Linked DNA regions of Mus musculus: region 2 is linked to region 1. Evidence: chromatin contacts called from public HiChIP or PLAC-seq data. All regions are on one chromosome and are shown on one strand. The core of a region is the stretch at or near the end of the contact, and the rest is flanking DNA. Distances in the headings are between cores, read along the strand shown.

Evidence for each region. HiChIP or PLAC-seq counts read pairs in DNA pulled down with a chosen protein or histone mark.
Region 2: a contact with region 1 is called in a FOXA1 HiChIP or PLAC-seq map of pancreatic cancer cells. The contact joins the enhancer-like site here to the promoter of Msh2 in region 1. A contact is called at or near these places in 1 of 39 promoter capture datasets (maxillary cranial neural crest), 1 of 484 Hi-C or Micro-C datasets (nephron progenitors), 5 of 115 datasets of contacts at active chromatin or transcription factors (embryonic basal ganglia, embryonic forebrain, embryonic limb bud and 2 more) and 2 of 9 other capture datasets (liver and pancreatic islet).

Annotation. Positions count from the first base shown.
Region 1 is chr17:87,671,202-87,673,935 of GRCm38.p6, reverse strand. Msh2 (mutS homolog 2) reads right to left here and starts at 1,404. Exons shown (of 16, transcript NM_008628.3): 1 at 1,130-1,404. The coding sequence starts at 1,340.
Region 2 is chr17:87,915,223-87,918,212 of GRCm38.p6, reverse strand. No RefSeq gene overlaps it. Among named protein-coding and RNA genes, the nearest start is that of Msh6, 58 kb to the left of the region's middle. Within about 2 kb of position 1,687, at least 6 of the 459 cell types and tissues checked have an H3K27ac peak or open chromatin away from gene starts, as enhancers often do. A contact at or near this core is called in pancreatic cancer cells, where this site is marked.

The DNA.
Region 1 (2,734 bases), core at 155-2,654:
AGATTGTGAGAGAACATTATTAATGGACACAACATTTCTTGTGTGTGTGTGTGTGTCACTCTTTAACTCAAGATAAAGAATAGCTGTCTAACAAAAACAAATTCAACTGGTTGTGAAGGCAGCAGACTATTACCTAGCACAGACCAGGCAGAAATACGATGTCTGTAACATCCATTTGCATATAACAGCATAAAGAATTAGAACTCATGCTGGGCGGTGGTAGCGCACGTCTTTAATCCCAGCACTTGGAAGGCAGGTGGATTTCTGAGTTCGAGGCCAGCCTGGTCTACAGAGTGAGTTCTAGGATAGCCAGAGCTATAACAGAGAAGCCCTGTCTCGAAAAACCAAAAAAAAAAAAAAAATTAGAACTCACAACTCCAAAGTATGATATAATGGACATTCAATGTAATTGAAAGAAAAAGCAACGGGGGTGGGTGGGGGAGAGGTTATTATGGTGATCAAATTAATCTTCCTAGGCCACAAATGAGTTCTGAAGCCTTTTAGGGAGAGATGATGCTGAGTGGTGAGAGCCAAGGTGGCAGAAAAAAAAAAGAAAGAAAGAAAGAAAGAAAGAAAGCTAGCTAGCTAGCTAGCTAAGCACAGCTTTCCAACTAGCTCAACCGCACTCAGCAAACAGTAGGGGATCCACAACTGAAATCCGGGCAGTTCAGCTCCAGGGCATATCCTAGGTCCTGACCACTTGGCGATACTGCCCTTCAGCAATGGTCCATCCCAGGTTCTCAAGCGAGACGGTTTAAAAAAAACAAAACAAAACACAGCCTATTGGCAAATGAGGGTGTCTTAAAGGAAGCTCTCAAAACGCCCTCCACTCCTCGCTCCTAGGCTGCGGGCTGTTATTGATTTGGAGGTACCCACGGTGACACAAGACTCTAATCCTATCAACTTGGGAGGCTGGAACTCGAGGCGTCCGAGGACAGCCTGGACTCGGCGGTGTGCAGCCGCCCAGCGCACTGTGCGGAAGCGAACCAAAACAAGATGCTAAACGCGTGGCCCGGGGAGGCAGCTCTCGGGCGGGGCGCTCCGCCGCAGCCCCACCGCTGCATGCGCCCAGGTTTCCGGCAACGCGGCCCCGAGCCGGCCCGGGCCCCGCCGCCGCGGCTGCCCTCACCTGCCGGCCCCATGTACTTGATCACGCCCTGGGTCTTGAACACCTCGCGGGCCGCCAGCAGCGCGTCCTCTCCGTGCGCCGTGTAAAAGTCGCCGCGGTCGAAGAGGCGCACCGTGGTGCTCGGCTTCTCCGGCATGCCCTCAAAGAAGCGCACGAAGCCCGCCTCGGCCGCGCCTTCCAACTGCAGCGTCTCCTTAGGCTGCACCGCCATTTCCGAGCCGCTCCACACCAACACCACTAGAGCACAGAGCGACCCTGCGCTGGCCGCGTCGTTTCCCGCCTCCCCAACCTCGCCCCCTAAACCTCGTCCGGCCTCTGTGGGCTCGCCCAATCACCATGCAGCGCTGCGCCCCGGTGGGTGGGAGTCTACCGCAGTAGCCAATCATAAGCGAGCAAGGTCCCAGCTTCCCGCGAACTCTAGGACTCTAGCTACTGCGCATGCGTCCGACTTCTGCAGCCTTGCAGGCCTTCCAGAGGCTGCGCTTTCAAGTCCGCCTGGTGGGTGGGTAGGTGTGCTAGGCGGGGTCAGCTAGGAATTTGTTTTATCAAGTGACCGGAAACGTAAGAGTGAAATCACAAAGAACTTGTAAACAAAGAACTATCTTTTTTCCCCCACCCAGCCTTGAGTGTGCGTTATACACTTGCAGTGCAAACTGCCATAGGTAAAATTTCAGGTATATTCTGCACAACCTCTTGCTGACCCAGTTTTGCATTTCGCCCATCGGTTGACGAATTCATCCAATAGACACTTGGCAAGCCGAGCGTGGTGGCGCATGCCCTTAATCCAAGCACTCGGGGGGGCCTCTGAGGCCAGCCAGGTCTACCAATCGAGTTCCAGGGAAGTCAGGACTACACAGAGAAACCTTGTCTGGTAAATAAATAAATAAAGGACAGATGGGGGCTCAGCACCTTGTCTGGTAAATAAATAAATAAATAAATAAACAAATAAAGGACAGATTGGGGGCTCAGCAGTTTCCTAACTTCCTAATGTTTTCATAGTCGCCTACCTTGAGTTCAGTCCCCATCACTAGTGTAGCTCATCATAACTGGTAACTCCAGATCCTCGGTGTGGGTGGAGGAGGTCAGGTGCAGACACTTATTAATTTAAAGAAAAAATATATATATTAAATGTGGAAACGAGTAGGGTGACACACACTTGAAACCCCAGCTCTCAGGAGGTCAGAAGGGCCAAAAGTTAAAAGTGGGTCTGGCAAGAAACACAGTACAGTATTATCCTTGGCTACGCAGCTGGAGGTCAATTTGGGCTACCAGAGACTGCATCCTAAATAAATAAATAAATAAATAAATAACCTGCTTTGGAGTTCTAAATAAATAAACATCCTGCTTTGGATTTCTGTGTAGCAAGACCCTGTCTCAATAAAGAAAAGGGTGGAGGCGGGGGAGGTAGAGAGGTTGCATCTGGTTTTTCTTCCGTGCTAGTGAATGGATGCAGACTGCACACTGTTTTAGAAGTAGATAAACAAACACACAGAAAGATGGAGACTAAGAGGTGTAAACCGACAGGAAAAACTGCAGGGTTATAAACATTCTTAAGGGCTAATTAACTGATTAAGATGTGATTGTAGGGAGCTGAAATATTGCAAG
Region 2 (2,990 bases), core at 438-2,937, 240 kb before region 1:
TGCTGCACGCTGGCAAAGGATGTTGAGGGTGGCAAAGGATGGGACTCTGCCTGCCTCTGACCATACCGAACTATGCCCCTCCTCTAAGCAGCCCACCTTTCCTCTGCAGTGCCAGGGTCTGTCTGTTGCCAGGCCAATGACATTCCTGCATGCTGGCATGATTTGGGGCACTCCACAATGCATCTTACAGATCTGCTTTGTCACTTGAGTTCCCGCACATGCCTGATATCGCCTTACTGGTCTCCGTTTAGGAAATTAATTTCTTTTATTAAGATCCAGGGATAAAGGCACTGTCTGAGGTCACACCCTGACTAGCAGGTGGAAACACTGGATTAGGACCCTGACCCCCGGTGGGGGCTTTGACCACTCTGCTAACTTCACCAAAAGCTTTAAGATCTGCCCACTGCTACATGTACCACCCGTGAGAGGTCCAAAAATCTTGAGATTAAAAAAATTTAATTCCCTGGGAGGCAAACTGGGTTCCTCAGAGGGAGCCACTGGCAGTGAGTGAGTCTTTAGTCAATGACGACCCTGACTTAGGGAGGGTAAAGCTGAAATGGAGTCACTTTCTGAGACATCTAACTGAAGGCGATAATGGGGGCACAGTTGAGCTGGTCTCTGAAATTCTTCAAGGCCTCTCCAAAAATAATGGAACTAATGTAGCAACCAATCAAAATTGTACTAATGTCACTGCTTTCCCCCTTATCAATCATATTAGAGGTTACCTAACCCTTCTAGAAAATCCCCTTAGCCCTGCATCAAAGGGGCCTGTGAGCCTCTTGGGTCATCACCATTTTGAAGAATGGTTGACCTCTGCATGTAGGTAATTTCTGCAGAATAAACACTCTTTGCCTTTGTATACTATTTGAGTCTGGGGTCTTCCTTCAGTGATTCTTGGACCCCAGGACCCCAAACCCCAAGCCAGGATGATAAGAATGATTAAGATTTTGTAAAATTTCCTGTATATGAGATCCTATATAGGACACTACATAAATTCACATATTTTATAATACAACAGGCCTATGAAACATATTCCTTATTTTACAGATGAACAATCTAAGGCCCAGAGAAGCCAGGCAGTCTGCTGAAAGTCACATAGTAAGTTACAGAGCTGAGCTTCAAGCCTACGCTATATTGCCAAACATGGTGGTACACACTTGTAATCCCAGCACTTGAGAAGTAGAGGCAGAAGGGTCAGAAATGTAAGGTCATCATTAGTAATATACGGCATGGGTTTGAGGCCAGCAGGGCTATATAAGAGCTCATCTCTAAATGGAACCAAACTAGGCCAGACCAAACCAACCAACCAAACCAGACCAGACCAGACCAACCAACCAAACCAAACTAGACCAGACCAAATCAACAACACCAACCACCCAAACAAGCCTAGGTTCTCTGCTTCCATAGCCAGTATTTGTACTGTGTACACCATTCTGTCACTCAAAATAACAAGGTAAGCAACTTGTGTTAGGATTTACAGGTGGTAGGTAGTTCATTCTAGTTCAGGACTGTACCATGCAGGGATTGTACTGACTGAACCCATTTCCCAGATGAGGACATTGGACTTTCGGCAGGAAGAGTGAGCCAGTGACAGTCTCTCAGCACCTGAGCAGAGTCAGGCCAAGGCCCGGCTCTCTCCACTAGAAGTCAATAAGAATTGTCTTCCTGCTGCTTGTGGACATTCTCAGCACTTAAGAGCCACAAATGAGTCACAGGTGATGACTGTGAGAGCCATGGGTTGGAGTGAGGGGTGTGGGTAGGATTCGGCAAGAAAATAAGAGTTGGAGGCCCTGAGAGGCTCAAACATGACCTGGCACCTTCACTACACCAGGAAAAGGAAGGAAGAAACAGGAAATAAGCAGAGGAAACTGGAAGCCAGATAGAAGCCTAAATGCCAACCTAGAGCCGAGCCTCATGGATCCACTCCCGCCATTGGTTTCAGCTTCAGCAGCACCAGGGGCAAAATATTTGCCTGCTTTGGTATCTTCGCTCAAGCTGTTCCCGCTGCCTACCTGGAGTGCCTCCTCACTCCTACCTCTGTTTGGCTGGCTGCCTTCCATCCACCCCAGAATTCTGCTTAGGGGACCCTCTTGGGAGAGTCCCCAGGAAAACTGTCATTAAGCCTTAGTCTCATGTCCAGGACAGCTCTCTAGATGAACAGGAATGGCCTACCTTAGCACTGAGACCATCTGTGGGAGGCACTGCCTTTCCCTCAGAGCTGAATTTGATACAGTTGTCCTCTTTAGTAGGGACCTCAAACATCTTCCACAGGGCATGTGTCAAAAGCTTGGACCTCAGGAGGTGCTAGAAAGAGGTGGTGGATGTCTAGCTAGTGGGGTCCAAGAGAGATATGCCCTAGCAAAGGACTCTGGGAGCCTAACTCTTCTATTCTCCCTCCTCACTAGTGCTGTAAGGGGGTTTTGCTTAGTCATGTTTCCACCATAATGCATTGCTTCATCACAGGCTGTAAACAATACTGACAATCAGTTATAGACCAAAACTTCTAAAACCATGAGACAAATGAACCTTACAAGTTAATTCTCTTGGGTATGTCATTAAGGCTATGGGTGGCTAATGAATATGATCTTTGAACATAATTGGTTCTCTGTGTGAGCCAGCTCAATGAACAGTGACGCATACAGTGGGAATGTGGTGACCACAACATTATGTCAAGACGTCTTTTCCAGACTGGAAGGCTGTGAGGCTAACTTAGCATTCTGGGTCAGGGTGAAGAAGTCAGGCCTGGCATATCTGCTGTGCCTGAGCCTCTAAATGACAGTGACTAGTTTACGTAATTAGAACAAGAATTTTTCAAGCTTCCTGACCCAGAACTAGTGGAGGCCAGAGATGGTAGATCTCCTGAAGCTGGAGTTACACAGTGTTGTGAGTTGCCAAATGTGGGTGCTGGGAACTGTTCTTTGGTCCTCATAAGAGTGGTGTATGCTCTTAACTGGTGAGCCACCTCTCCACCTCCTTCTTCTTCTTAAATC